2 separate regions of the Sus scrofa genome follow, and region 1 is linked to region 2. A link is a contact called in public Hi-C data. All regions are on one chromosome and are shown on one strand. The core of a region is the stretch at or near the end of the contact, and the rest is flanking DNA. Distances in the headings are between cores, read along the strand shown.

What was found. A called contact is a pair of places that touch in the nucleus more often than the background predicts.
Region 1: a Hi-C map of embryonic fibroblasts shows a contact between it and region 2, with 2.1 times the contacts expected there. The contact joins two enhancer-like sites. A contact is called at or near these places in 2 of 47 Hi-C or Micro-C datasets (embryonic fibroblasts and heart right ventricle).

Annotation. Positions count from the first base shown.
Region 1 is chr18:53,546,725-53,554,581 of Sscrofa11.1, reverse strand. No RefSeq gene overlaps it. Among named protein-coding and RNA genes, the nearest start is that of INHBA, 660 kb to the right of the region's middle. Within about 2 kb of position 6,306, at least 7 of the 83 cell types and tissues checked have an H3K27ac peak or open chromatin away from gene starts, as enhancers often do. A contact at or near this core is called in embryonic fibroblasts, where this site is marked.
Region 2 is chr18:52,724,060-52,731,539 of Sscrofa11.1, reverse strand. No RefSeq gene overlaps it. Among named protein-coding and RNA genes, the nearest start is that of INHBA, 160 kb to the left of the region's middle. Within about 2 kb of position 3,564, at least 13 of the 83 cell types and tissues checked have an H3K27ac peak or open chromatin away from gene starts, as enhancers often do. A contact at or near this core is called in embryonic fibroblasts, where this site is marked.

The DNA of each region.
Region 1 (7,857 bases), core at 5,057-7,556, 820 kb before region 2:
TTGTGGAAAAGTTACTGGCGAACTCTCAGGTAAAGGAAAAGCGTCATGTCATGTTTCTTAGAGATGCTATATTGCGTTCTGTGGGCCCTGGTGAGAAATTTGGGCGAGGTTACGATGTGAAAGGAAGCCTTCGGATAGATTTAAAGGAGAGAACAGGGGAGAGTGATCTGATTTATCTTTTCAGATCAGGCCTGTAGCTGTTGCGTGGTGAGTGCACTGCAGATGTGCGGGATGAAATCAGGACAAGTTAGGAGACATATTTCAGGGGCCAGATGAGAAATGATGGTGGCGTTTCTAGTGGGAAATATCCACAGATATCTGCAGAGGCAGAGCATGTTTTTAGGGTTGAGAAAGGAAAGGAGGCAAGCTTTTGACAGGACAAACTCGTCGATAGTCATTCTACTTACTGACAAAACAAACAAATACCAACCAAAAAAAAAATCTATAAAACTGGACAAGGCCCATGGAACCATGGTTGAGAATGGTATCAAAATTATTGTTGTGGCTGCCTGACGTCCCAGTATGTATCCATGTGGAGACAAGTCAGGAGGAGGCAACTGAATCTGGAGCTTTGAGGAAAGGCCAGACTCAGGAGATCTATCTTCAAGGTTTCTGTAGCCAGTACTTAAGGTGAAGGGTCTGGATGCATTTCCTAAGTCAAAGATACAGCTGGAGAGGGGAGGGGGCTAGGATGGAGCGCCAGGTGAGCGCACCCACATTTACAGCTCACACGGAGGAGGCAGGTGAGGGGGAATGAAAGCAGAAGAGCCAGCAAGGTGTGCCAGCAACTCAGAGAAGATGCATTAAATCCCGCTGAGAAGTAAAAAGCGAGGAGAGAGAGGCTGCTGACGGGTGGATTTGGTGGCATGGAGGTCACGGGTGACCTTAACAAGGAGAATGAAGGCTGTGGTGGCCACAGAGGTCTTCTTGGAATGAGAATTTTCCCTTCATTCTCCCTAGAACAATGAGGAGCAGAGAATGGGGCGTTCCCTGGGGGGGGGGGTTGCCTCAAGGCAGGAATATTTTCAGGTTGCATGTTTGTATGCAGATAGAAGGGATCCAGGAGAAAGGGAAATTGTGATGATTTCGCAAAGACAGAAGCCAAGCTTTGAAAAGACAAGAGGGCAGGAGGTCCGGGTGTGTCATTGGAACTTCATCCCTCATCAAGAGACAGAGGGCCGAGAACAGGGAGATCAGCATACCCGGCTGGGGAGAGATGATAAAGCTCCTAGCTAACTGATTTCTCAGTAAGGAGGTAATTTCATCTGCTGGGGGTCAGAGCGGTTGCCATGTAAGTCATGTGAAGAGAGAAAAGTGGGAAATGGTTGTTTGGGGGAATCTAAAAGTGAACATACACAGGAAATACCTGCAGGGAGCCTCGACACTACTGAGAGCCCATTAGAGCTTTATGGACATGAAATATATGCGACCAGTCAGCACAGTCAGGTGTCTGTCCAGCAGTTTTTAGTTGTACTGAGTCAGCTGCTGTGGCTGCTATTGTTGATAACAGTACTGGCTGGAACATAGTAAATGCTTGCTGTGTGGCAGACACTCTTTAATACACTTTACAAGTGCGCCCTTTATAATGTATGTCCTACCTCCACATTGCTATTACCATAGGCACAGAGAGGTTGAGTAATTTGTTCAAGGTCACCCAGCAAGTAAGGTGTGAAGCCCATTACAGACCCCAGTAGTTAGACTCAAAAGACCATGTAATTCGCTCCTCACAAATTATTATTAGGAAAAACAGAGTAACGGTGTACAAAGCATTTAGCACAGTCCTTCCTCTGCCTGTAGGAAACATTCAATGGATTTTAGCTAATATGAATAGCATCATTTAGAGACTGATAGTATCTACTCCACAGAATTTTTGTAAAGTTTTAAAAAGATGAAATATGTGAATTCTGAGCCTAGCACCTGGAACTTAGAAATGTTGCGTGTCCCCGCTCTTTCCCCTCACTGACCTAGGCAACAATTTGGCCTCTACATCCTTAGTCATTTGGTTGCTGAGACTGTGTTGCCATCGTAAGCCACTAGGTGGCGCCACCAAAGAACAAGCCGGTTTTAACTCAGGACATAGGTGAGCCAGCAAAAGCTAGGCTCTGACAACCAAAAGAAGAGTTGTCATAAATAAATGGATAGCCATTTATGAGAGAAGGGCAGAGATGCCTTTCGATCACACAGTTGGGCACGCAAATAAAAGAGCACGTGTGTCCACAGAGGCTGTTACTGGAAAGGCAGGCAATAAGGGCTCAGGCACATTTCTCGGGCTTGCGTGCTAGGTAATTGGACAGAAATCCTGCCTACTTTCTCAGAACCAAATTCTACTCCCAAACTGCGAAATCCATGGCTCAGACGAAATTTCAGACAGTGGCAAGGACCTGTAGCTATTTCCTCTGCGTGCTGCCAGCACAGGCACCTGAGAGGCAGAGCTGCCGCGGGTCAGGTCTGGCTCCGCCCCCGCCTTCGGCCCCGCCCACCCATCTTTGGAGAGCGTCTGTCCACCCGAGGTTCCCAGATGCAAACGCCTCGTGGCCCAGGGACCGCTGCCTCAGCAGGAGGCTCTTCCAGGCATCCCCCTTCCTGCAGCACCTGCATTCCTGCCCCTTCCCTCCGATCGGCCACCGTCCGCCGCAGAGGGAGCGCGGCTCGCTTTTCTCATCGCCATTGCGCTCTCAGCAGTGACGTCATGAGACTGCAGTCCCTGCCTGTTTACCGTGCCTTCACCAATAGTTCCTGAGTCTGCGGTATTCTGGAAAAGGCGTGGATACAATTAAGTCCCCCACCTCGCCACATTATCACGGTCTTTGGGTACATTTTGCAAGTCCACCCTCCCGCCTCCCTGGTCATCGCCATGCCTTCTATTGTCTCCTGGATCACCCTACTAGGGCCATATGTATCTGCTTGTAGCCAGTGCAACTGAGCTCCCCAAACACAGATTCCCATGAAAACGGAACAAAAGAGGAGGGAGAGGCAGAGCATGTTAAATGTCTCATTAGGCCTTCTGTCTGATTCTCATTAGATTCGCTGACTGCTTCTCATTAGGCCCACTGCCTCCACTCCTTTCAGGCCTGAATATGTAGGCCAGCGCTTATTGTCATGGCTGGTCGAGAAGATCCATTTCATTTATTCATAAATTGAATGTGGCTTCTGAAAAGTCCCAGGCAATTTCTTTTGGCAAATTTAAGACAGGCTTGCTGTTGTTATTTGCTATTTTTCAAGTAATCCGGAGCAGGGTGGGCAGAAGAAATCATTTGAAAGACCCAGCACGAAAACTTCAAAGCCCTGCTGTGGAACTGGGGCACAGGGAGATCATCCTTCCAGCCAAGACGCCGGCCTGATGTGCAGACATCAGCAAAGGGGGACATCGTGGGCAAAGTCACAGATATCACTGGGTCGAGAACGCATATAACCAGATGCCCAGAGGGCAGGGTATGGAAGAGGATGGCAGGCAGGGCACGTCACTGAGTGAGCTGCACGTCTGTCTTCCCTGTCCCCTGGCCACACTTGCCCAGATAACACCTTACAAACTCGCCATGCCGTCGAATATTCTGCAAGCTAGGTGTGCAGCGCGATGCCCTTGTGAAAAGAAATCACTTCTGCCTCACACTTCATCTGAATAAAGCAAGAGCCTGACCTGTTCCCCCGGCAAGAACACCCTTGAGCTAGGCAGGCCGGGAGTGGAACTCAGCGATGCCCTGAGGGGGATGACGGCAGCGGGCATGGTCCTGACGGTCACAGAAAACACATGTGACACGCATGTGCAGTAAGGAAGCAGAGAGCGACACGCATGTCCATAGGGAAGCAGAGAGAGACACGCATGTGCAGTAAGGAAGCAGAGAGTGACACGCATGTCCATAGGGAAGCAGAGAGTGACACGCATGTCCATAGGGAAGCAGAGAGTGACACGCATGTGCAGTAAGGAAGCAGAGAGCGACACGCATGTCCATAGGGAAGCAGAGAGAGACACGCATGTCCATAGGGAAGCAGAGAGTGACACGCATGTCCATAGGGAAGCAGAGAGTGACACGCATGTCCATAGGGAAGCAGAGAGTGACACGCATCTCCAGTAGGGAAGCAGAGAGTGACACGCATGTGCAGTAGGGAAGCAGAGAGTGACACGCATGTCCATAGGGAAGCAGAGAGTGACACGCATGTCCATAGGGAAGCAGAGAGCGACACGCATGTCCAGTAGGGAAGCAGAGAGCGACACGCATGTCCATAGGGAAGCAGAGAGAGACACGCATGTCCATAGGGAAGCAGTGACACGCATGTCCATAGGGAAGCAGAGAGTGACACGCATGTCCATAGGGAAGCAGAGAGCGACACGCATGTCCATAGGGAAGCAGAGAGAGACACGCATGTCCATAGGGAAGCAGAGAGCGACACGCATGTCCAGTAGGGAAGCAGAGTGACACGCATGTCCATAGGGAAGCAGAGAGAGACACGCATGTCCATAGGGAAGCAGTGACACGCATGTCCATAGGGAAGCAGAGAGTGACACGCATGTCCATAGGGAAGCAGAGAGTGACACGCATGTCCACAGGGAAGCAGAGAGTGACACGCATGTCCACAGGGAAGCAGAGAGTGATACGCATGTCCAGTAGGGAAGCAGAGAGTGACACGCATGTCCACAGGGAAGCAGAGAGCGACACGCATGTCCAGTAGGGAAGCAGAGTGACACGCATGTCCATAGGGAAGCAGAGAGAGACACGCATGTCCATAGGGAAGCAGTGACACGCATGTCCATAGGGAAGCAGAGAGTGACACGCATGTCCATAGGGAAGCAGAGAGTGACACGCATGTCCACAGGGAAGCAGAGAGTGACACGCATGTCCACAGGGAAGCAGAGAGTGATACGCATGTCCAGTAGGGAAGCAGAGAGTGACACGCATGTCCACAGGGAAGCAGAGAGCGACACGCATGTCCAGTAGGGAAGCAGAGAGCGACACGCATGTCCATAGGGAAGCAGAGAGAGACACGCATGTCCATAGGGAAGCAGTGACACGCATGTCCATAGGGAAGCAGAGAGTGACACGCATGTCCACAGGGAAGCAGAGAGTGACACGCATGTCCACAGGGAAGCAGAGAGCGACACACATGTCCAGTAGGGAAGCAGAGAGCGACACGCATGTCCATAGGGAAGCAGAGAGCGACACGCATGTCCATAGGGAAGCAGAGAGCGACACGCATGTCCATAGGGAAGCAGAGAGTGACACGCATGTCCATAGGGAAGCAGAGAGTGACACGCATCTCCAGTAGGGAAGCAGAGAGAGACACGCATGTCCATAGGGAAGCAGAGAGTGACATGCATGTCCAGTAGGGAAGCAGAGAGTGACACGCATGTCCATAGGGAAGCAGAGAGTGACACGCATGTCCATAGGGAAGCAGAGAGTGACACGCATGTCCACAGGGAAGCAGAGAGTGATACGCATGTCCAGTAGGGAAGCAGAGAGTGACACGCATGTCCATAGGGAAGCAGAGAGTGACACGCATGTCCATAGGGAAGCAGAGAGTGACACACATGTCCACAGGGAAGCAGAGAGTGACACGCATGTCCACAGGGAAGCAGAGAGCGACACGCATGTCCACAGGGAAGCAGAGAGCGACACGCATGTGCAGTAGGGAAGCAGAGTGATGAGTCTTTGCTCCACACATGGTAAACCCATGTCTACTCCCTCTGTTCTCTCTCTGCTTTTGTTTTCTTTACTTTTTTTTTTTTTTTTGCTTTTTAGGGCCACACTTGAGGTATATGGAGGTTCCCAGGCTAGGGGTCTAATCGGAGCTACAGCTGTTGGCCTGCACCACAGCCACAGCAACGTGGGCTCCTTAACCCACTGAGCGAGGACAGGGATCGAACGCAGGACCTCATGGTTACTTGTCAGATTCATTTCCACTGCACCCCCAACTCCTGTTTTCGGTCTTGATGTTTGAATTTCTCCTGTGGCGAACAAGATGTTGTCCCAAGACAGTTTTAAGAGTCACCTGGTGCTTAAACCAGAGAAGTGATACTCCCGAGGAATTGCTTTTTTTTTTCCTGGACAGTGGCAAGAAGGTAACCTTTAAACAGTAAATGTTTCCCCCTCCAATGAATGTGTGACCTGGGTTTGCTCTAGGTCTTTGGAGAAAAGTCAGACTGCCCTAGAGAAACACTTATGAAATTAGCTGTCACCCTAAGATTGGACACCTTCTCCCTGCCCGTGGCCCCAGGCAGGGGACAGAGAAGGGATCCCTCCTAGGAGACCTTCTCCTGGTCAGGAAGTGAGGCCGGCGCTCCGGGATGGGGGCGGGGGGGTGACTCAGTGAGGAGGCAGCGGGTGTGGTTCCTTCCAGACATGCTCCAGCTGCTCCAAGAGCCGGAAAGACATGGTCACTTCTTCTTTGTGGGTTTTGCCCGAATTTGCAATGTCCCATTTTTGAGATAAAACTGGAATCCTGTTTTTATCCTGTGCTCTCTGAAGAATTTCTGTCTCGGGACATGGTTAGATCAATGAAGTTACATAGTTTTAAGGTTATTTGTTGCCTTTGCATCAAGGTATGTGGTCAGTTGTAGACAGACCTCCGTGGAGTTGAGAGATTAGGACTCGCTGGACTGAAAGAGCATGATCATTCCAAAGACGCTTGTTTGAAAGTTTGGGTTTTTTTTTCCCCGTTTGTTTTTTGTTTGGGCTTGTTCTCCCCCCGCCCTGTTGATTTCTAAGCAAGTTTCAGCATCCTCCGCAAGCTGCCCGCATCCTTCCGGAAGCATTCTCACTTTGGACTTGACCTCTGACATTGCAGGAAACATGAATCTCAGAGTGCATCGCTCATTCCCAACATTTCCAAACTAAAATTGCTTCTTCTCCCAGTTGGCTCGGGGAGTGCCCTGCCTCCCCAAGCCCGGCTCAGACGGTGGGTCTCCATGCATGAATACCTGAAAAAGCCACATTCTCATTGGTGCCCGTGGGCCCCGACTGTGGGGATGACATAAAAAATTTTGGCTCCGAAGCACTTTAGCAAAAAAAGAAACAGGCTAGAACAATGGGCTGAAAATGATCTTGGCCTTTCAAGTGCTTTATCCAACGTTCCAGTGTGAGAACCTGATCTCCCAGAAAGTACTTCTTTTATTGCCAACCACAGAGAATCACTGACAGAACTAATTAAAGAATTTGAACCTCGTTCTGTCCTTCGTTAGCTGACCCTCAACCAGGGGCTGGACTCGAAACAAAGACGCTCTGAGCCAACCAGATATAGAATGTGAGCCTCTCGCGGCGGAAGAGGGCTGTGCTCTCATCCCCCTCTTGGAAAGAGCTACTTGAGCGCAGGATACTTCTCCCTCTCTTTTTTCTTTTTCTTTTTTTTTACAATGGAAAACGCGTTGGGTTGCCATCAGAAATAATGAAGTTTGAAGTTCCTGAAAGTTATTCACTTATTGGACTCGACTTTCCACCCTTTTCTTGAATTCCAGGAGCCAGGTCAAGACAGTGAGTTCTCATGGAAAATTAAGTGCTTTTGCAAAGGTGCTTAAAGAAAAATGCTTGTTTCAGGTTTCAGACTCTCAAGGGGATGATGGTCATTGATTCCAGGCTTGAGACAACGATAAAGACTTCCAGATATGAATGGACTTCGGTGGAGTCTGGCCGGTTTACCCGAAAATCTGCCCCTCCCCCGAGTCTGGTCCTATCCTGGATATTCACCCTTCTTGTTCTTTTCCTCCCTACATTTTAAGATCGCACAACTTGGCAGTCGTCGTCACGGTCACATGGAATGACATTTATTGACTGAGTATCTTGGCTGATTGAAGAATGACTATTTTAAGATTGTGGCATGACTTCTTAGAGTTACATAATTATCCACTGACGTGAAGGACCCACCAGG
Region 2 (7,480 bases), core at 2,315-4,814:
GGCTCCACCAATTTACACTCCTGCCAACAGTGCCCAAGGGATCCCTTTTCTCCACATCCTAACCAACATTCGTTATTTGCAGACTTTTTCAAGGTAGTCATTCTGACCAGTGTGAAGTGATATCTCATTGTGCTCTTGATGTGCATTTCTCTGATGAGTACTGATTTTGAACATTTTTTGTATGCTTGTTGGCCAACTGCATGTTTTCTTTGGAAAATGTCTATTCAGATCTGCCCATTTTTTTCATGGTTGAGTTTTTTGATACTGAGTCATATGAGCTGTTTATATATTTTGGATATTGAAAGTTGTGGTCATATCATTTGTAAATATTTTCTATCATTCAGTAGGGTTTTATTTTCTTTTGTTTTGTGATGGTTTCCTTTGCTAGGCAAAAGCTTTTAAGTTTAATTAGCTCCTGTTTGTTTATTTTTCCTTTTACTTCTTTTGCCTTAGGAGATAGAGCCCCCCAAAATGTTGCTGTGATTTATATCAGAGTGCTCTGCCTATGTTTCCTTCTAGAAGTTTTATGGCTTCAGGTTTTACATTAGGTCTTTCATTCATTTTTTGTATACAGTGTGAGGAATATTACTCGGTCATAAAAAAGAATAAAATTCTGCCATTTGCAGCAACATGGATGGATCTGTGAATACCACCCTTAGTGAAATAACTCAGAAAAGACAAATACTGCATGATATGTGGACTCTGAAAAATAAAGCAAACCAGTGTTACAGCAAAATAGAATCAGACTCACAGATATGGAAAACAAATTAGTAGTTAGAGTAGGGAGAGGGAAGCAGGGCACAGCAGGAGCCTGGGATTAAGAAATACAAACCACTATGCATAAAACAGATAAGCAGCAAGGATATAGTTTTCAGCACAGGGGATTAGAGAACTTTTTTTTTTTTGCTTGCTTTTCAGGGCCACACTTGCAGCATATGGAGGTTCCCAGGCTAGGGGTTGAATCAGAGTTACTGCCGGCCTATGCCAGAGCCACAGCAACAGCAACAGCAACAGCAACTTGGGATGCAAGCTGTGTCTGCAATCCACACCACAGCTCAGGGCAACACCGGACCCTTAACCCACTGATGTAGGCCAGGCATCGAACCCTCATCTTCATGCATACTAGTTGGATTCGTTTCTGCTGTGCCATTATCGGGTACTCCTGGAGCCCTTATTTGATAGTAACTTTTTTAAGGGGTGGGAGGCCCACCTGCAGCATGTGGAGGTTCCCAGGCTAGGGGTCGAATCGGAGCTATAGCCGCCAGCCTACACCACAGCCACAACAAGGCAGGATCTGAGCCACCGCGTCTTCAACCCACACCGCAGCTCACAGCAATACCAGATCCTTAACCCACTGAGTGAGGCCGAGGATCAAACCCGAATGCTGACGGATCCTAATCAGATTCATTAACTGCTGAGTCACGAAGGGAACTCCCTCCTTTAGTAACTTTTAATGAGGTATAATCTATAAAAATACCGAATCACTATACCATATACCCGAAACTGACATCATATTGTAAATCAACTATACTTTGATAAAAACAAATAAAATTAAGCCACTTAAAATTATGTAGTACATGAATCAATATCAACAAAAAAGATTTAAACAAGTTTATGACTACTATTTAATTGGGTGTTTTTTTGTCAAGATATTTTTGGGTCTTTCCCAATCTGGATGAAAATTTTCAGTTCCAATACCAACAGAGTTTTCGCTAAATGCATGTTAGTTAATTGCCTATTTTTCCTACAAAGATCAGAAAGTGCCCCTAAGAATGTGTGTGTGTGTGTGTGTGTGGTCATCTTTTGAATTCGCATCTAATCTATTTTGGAAGTATTCTTGTCAACAGCTTCTTTAAAAGTTTCTTTAATCATCTATGTTCATGAAATCCAGGGATTTTTCAAACTGCAATAATGGCATTCCATCGAAAGGTCTTGCCTCATAATCTTGTCAATACATTTGCGAAGAGAGGCACAAATATTTTGAATCATTCGGCATAGGGCCACTGGTAGAGGGAAGCTGGACATGGTGAAGTCCTAGGCACTGGGCGGGACAGTCAGATGCAGTGTGCCCGTTCCTGCCCCAAACTAAGAGATACTCACACATGAGAGTGAGGAAAGAGAGAGAAGGAAAAAAAAAAAAAAAGCCTCTCAGAGTTATCCCTGTATACACTCCTTTTGATCAGAACATAAGCAGGCAGCCCTGGCGTTGCGGTGGCCTGGTGTAGGCCTCAGCTGCAGCTCCCATTCGTCCCCTAGCCAGGGAGCTTCCGTATGGCACAGCTGTGGCCATAAAAAGCAAAAAGAACTGTCAAAAAGACCACTTAGAGTATTTAGGCTGGCTCTCCTAGTGCGCAGAAGGAGCGATGGGCATTATTCACATATCCCACCATGTCTGCTGTTGAAGGGGACGGTGGACAGGCAGAGCACTGTCCTTGGACTCGGAAACGTGTGGTTGAAGTCCAAGTTCATCGCGGACAAACCATATAGCCATTCGTCACTGACTCCGTTTGAGTCTCATTGTTCTCATCTCTGCGGAAGAGCAGGTCCGGTCCTTGCCAAACGCGCTCCTTAGCATTTAGGTCTCTGGTTACAAGTCCCTGTTCTGAGATGCTCTTCTAAAGGAACTGCTCTGGCCCTCTTTCTCAGTCAGCTACCAAATAGCATCTTTATTTAATTGTTCATTCACTATTCATTCATTCATTGACTGCCACCTTTCCTTCATTTGCTAGTGTGTTGCCAGTGCCTGGCACAAAATAGCCACTCAATACATAGTTTACTGACTATGAAAAAGCAGCCCAACACGCGTTCACGTTCAGAAGGCTCCTGTGAGCATCAGAAAGAGGAAATGGATATGGTTTTTGAGCGATGGCCACTCTGCACACGGAAGATTTTATTACTCTGATCTTAGTTTTCCTTAAAGGCTAATCACAAGGTCTACCTATAAGAAGGTGAATTATTTTCTTTCTATTTTTTTAATGGCTGCACATTTGGCATATGGAAGTTCCTGGTCCAGGGATTGAATCCGAGCCTAAGCTGAGACCTATGCCACAGCTGTGGCAACACCAGATCCTCAACCCACTGTCCCAGGCCAGGGATCGAACTCGTGCCCCTGCAGTTGGATTCCTAACCCACTGTGTTAGAGCAAGAACGCCAAAGGTAAATTATTTCCACATCTAATAAATTCTACCCATGGGAAGTCAGATGGCTTTGCAATTTTCCGAGGCATTTTCACTTTGAAAAAAAAAAAAAAAAAACAGAAAAAAAAAATGCAATTCTCAAGTATAATTATGATAGGGTCTGTGTTTGGGGATTATGGTTTCTTAGCAAGAGTTAGTTCAAATATCTTCATTTGTCGTCAGTGGAACTTCAGGAATTGAATGTTTTCCCACAGCATTCCTCATGAGGCCATGAATAAAAAGGAAGGAAAAAAATAGCGTGTCTGTGTGCCTGTGGGTCGTTGACTTTTCCTCTCACGGCCTGGCCGTCTTACTCAACTGGTCAAGTGATGACCAAGCAGGTGGTTAGTCGCAGACCTCACATGATGATGCAATTCTGGCTTCTGCGGTCTTTTTCAAAGTTGACTACACAAAGTCCCACCTCTTTCTTAAGGCTGCATGATTTATAGAAAGCCAGAGAATAAACAGCAGGCTGGAGCCTTGCTCAACATGTCACTGCCTTAGTATAAATTCTTTTGTCATTGAGTCACTTGCTTTTCCTACTGGGGGCTGATGAAACAGAACAGTTTGAGATGTCAGTGTGGAATCTTCTAAATCCACAGAGCTTCCTGCATCTTATGAAAACATCATTGGTTAAGACTGTAAGCTCTGGAGTTGGCCAGACCTGGGTCAGAGATGCAGCTTCTTCACCTACATAACTTTGGACAACTCCTTACTTCTCTGCGTCTAAGCTTCTTCAACCTTATTTATGTTATTTATTTATTTACTTTTTAGGGCCACGCCCACGGCATCTGGAGGTTCCCAGGCTAGGGGTCGAATCAGAGCTGTAGCTGCCAGCCTGTGCCACAGCCACAGGAACTCAGGATCCAAGCTGAGTCTGTGACCTACACCACAGCTCAGGGCAACGCTGGATCTTGAACCCACTGAACGAAGCCAGGGGTCAAACCCGCATCCTCAAGCATACTAGTCGGGTCTCTTAACTGCTGGGCCACTGCAGGGAACTTCATCAGCTTCTTCAACTTGAAATGGTGTGATCATGTCAGCTCATTTATAGATTTGTTAGGATTAGTGGAGAAAATGCATACAAAGCCCTTCACAGGGTGCCTGGAACATCACATGTGCTTGATTACTGTTACATTGTTATGTCTCATGTAAGCAAAAAACATATGTTTAAAGCAAAAATATAAACTCTTGTAGAAAATCCAGAATCCAGAATGCATGCAGGAATGGGAGTTGTGACTTAGTGGACAGGTCATTTTTACAAATCCTTTTTGGTTGAGTATTTTTCTCAAGAGTATGAGCAAATGGTAATTTTATATGTACTATGCTTAAGAAGTATTCATTTATTTAGATTTATAAAGCGGTAAGGGCCATCGAAGTCAAGTCTTTAGCTCTGAGTCTGTCCTTAGATAAATCACTTAGCTTTCAAGCGTCTCGGTTTACTGTTTGTGGTACACAAGGAAGAGACTGGACCTCTGGTCCTCAGAATGAACTCTGCAGAACACTGGTTCTGTTAGATGATACGAGGTGTTTAATGGTGAAATGATGTTTTGGAAGGACCAGGTAAGACTCATGGACTTGGAGAACAGACTTGGGGTTGCCAAGGAGGAGGGGCGGGGAGTGGGATGGACTGGGAATCTGGGGTTAATGGATGCAAACTAGTGCTTTTGGGGTGGATAAGCAAGGAGATCCTGCTGTGTGGCATTGGGAACTATATCTAGTCACTTGCGATGGAGCTTGATGGGGGATAATGCGAGAAAAAGAATGTATACATGTGTGTGTGATTGGATCACTTTGCTATCTGTACAGTAGAAAATGGACAGGACACTGTAAACCAGCTATAATGGAGAAAATAAAAATCATTTTAAAATAAAATAAAATAAATGAAGATACCAGGTAACAGGTGTCTTTACCACAGGATTTCCCAGATGCTTTGCCCTCTAATGTCCCGGGGGGAATGTGGTTTTCCATATTTCTCAAACAAAAGTGATTCGAATTTTTTTTTTTAATCACTGAGCATGTTGTGAGACAAGAGTTCTGAGAAATATTTTATGAAATGCAAGGCTAGATAACACCCCAGATCCCTTCCAGTTTGAAATTCTAAAGCTCTGATTCACTTTTTCCTTCTCCAGGCCCAGACGGGACTTTGCCAGAACCATGCCACTGGCCTTCTTCCCCGAGCTTTTTCACCAAGCCCCCAAGCAGCCTGACCTTTTCTTAGCCATCTGGCCCTTTCCATTCCTTGTCTCATGGCTTGTCAATCAACCCAACAGTCAGAGCATGGTGATGGCTGCGTCAGTCACCAGGCTGACGGCCGAGGTGGAAAGATGAGGCCCTTCCCTGCGGAATGTAGGCAAGGCTCCCCTTCCCCAGGTGTCTGTGGGCGATGGATTCCCCGGTGACCCTGCACAACGTCTCTTATTTGGAGGACTCTGTTTCCTGCTAGAGAGGCAGGAACTACATAGCTCACCTTGAGGGCTACTTCCCAACTGTTGTCACTTCATAGCCCATTTAGAAAATGGTACTGTTTCTGTTTTTTGTTTTGTTTTGTTTTTTGTTTTGTGGAAGATCCTGGGCCAGGGATCGAACCCATGCTACAGCAGTGACCCAAGCGGCTGCAGTGACAATGCTGGATCCTTAGTCCCCTGCATCACCAGGGAACTCCAAGAAAATGATTCCGTTTCTGGGTCACTCAGAGGGCGCTTGCAGGCTGAACTGAGAGGCTGATTAAATAAGGACTCTAAGAAGGTGTGCCACTGTGTAATATTGAAGCAGAGAATGAACTTCGCAAAAGCATTTCAGCATAGTGGGGCTGTGGCTCCAGAGCTCTGGAAGATTCGGATCTTTTTGAAGATTGGAGATGGTAAAGAATGCCTGCTCAGGAGTTCCCACTGTGGCCCAGTGGGGTAAGAACCTGACTAGCGTCCATGAGCATGTGGGTTTGATCTCTGGCCTTGCTCAGTGGGTTGCGTATCCAGCATTGCCATGAGCTGTGCTGAAGGTTGCAGATTCATCTCAGATCCTGCGTTGCTGTTGCTCTGGCTGTGGCGTAGGCCTGCAGCTGCAGCTTCAACTCAATCCCTAGCCTGGGAATTTCCATATGCTGCCCTACAATAAAAAGAAAGAGAGAAAGGAAGGAAGAGAGAGAAGGAGGGAGGGAGGGAGGGAGGAGGGAAGAAAGAAAGAGCGAGCCATCGAGAATCTCCTGACTACGACCCTGACTCTAGTGCACAGCCTGCTCATCCTCTCTGCAGGATAGCTGACCAACTTCGTGTGAAACTCTTTCTATGTGGCTTTGGCACTAAATCGTCTTGGTTTTCCTCTTGCCTCTTCAGCCATTAGCTGTCCTTCCTTCCTTTTCTAGAGGAACATCTGGAGCCTTTTATGAAATCCTTTAGCCTTCCTTCCTGTCTCTTCTTTTCCTTCCCTTCCCATTCTCCTGTACTTTTTTTTTTCCTTTTCTTTCTTTTTCTTTTCTTTTGCCTCTTTTTAAAAAATTTTTTTTTTGCTTTTTAGGGCCGCACCCACTGTATACGGATGTTTCCAGGCTAGAGGTTGAATCAGAGCTGCCACTGGCAGCCGAAGCTCCAAAAGAATCCCTAAATCCTGATTTCCTTCCTTTTCCCGTCCTTCTTTCCTCCCTCCCTCCCTTCCCCTCTCCCTTTCTTTCTTTCCCTCTCCTCCTTTCTTTTTTTTTTTTTTTTTTCTTTTTTGGCTGCACCTACAGCATGTGGAGGCTCCCAGGCTAGGGGTCAAACCTGCGCCACAGCAGTGACCAAAGCCATCACAGTGACAACTCCAGATCCTTAACCCGCTGTTGCCACAGGAGAACCCCAAAGTCCCTCCTTGATGAAGACACTCTAGTCCACCCAGCTAGAATGATTTTTTTTTCTGAATTCCTACAGCATTTTTTGTCTCTGCAAGAATTTCCTCCACAGGCAAGTGTTGGAATTTGAGGAGGGAACACACTCCCTTTTGCCCAACTGTCCCACACACGGGAGAGCTTCAGCGCCACCAGCCCCTGCCCACTCATCCTAAAGCACCTGCCTGCCACCAGGCAACCTTAATCACACTTCTTTCTGAATGCCCTCTAGGAAGGCCAGGCCACTCTTGGGAACCATTGGTTTAACCATCCATTTATCAATCAGACTTGTAATCTTTGATCCCTAGTAGGTTCTAAGTCCCTAAAGGACAGAGATTAAATCTGGGATCCTATATCGAGAGCTTCTTCTATGATCAAAATTGAGAGCTGAATAATAGCTCCATGTGGTGTAGTAGAAAAAGCACCGTACTTACAGCATAAA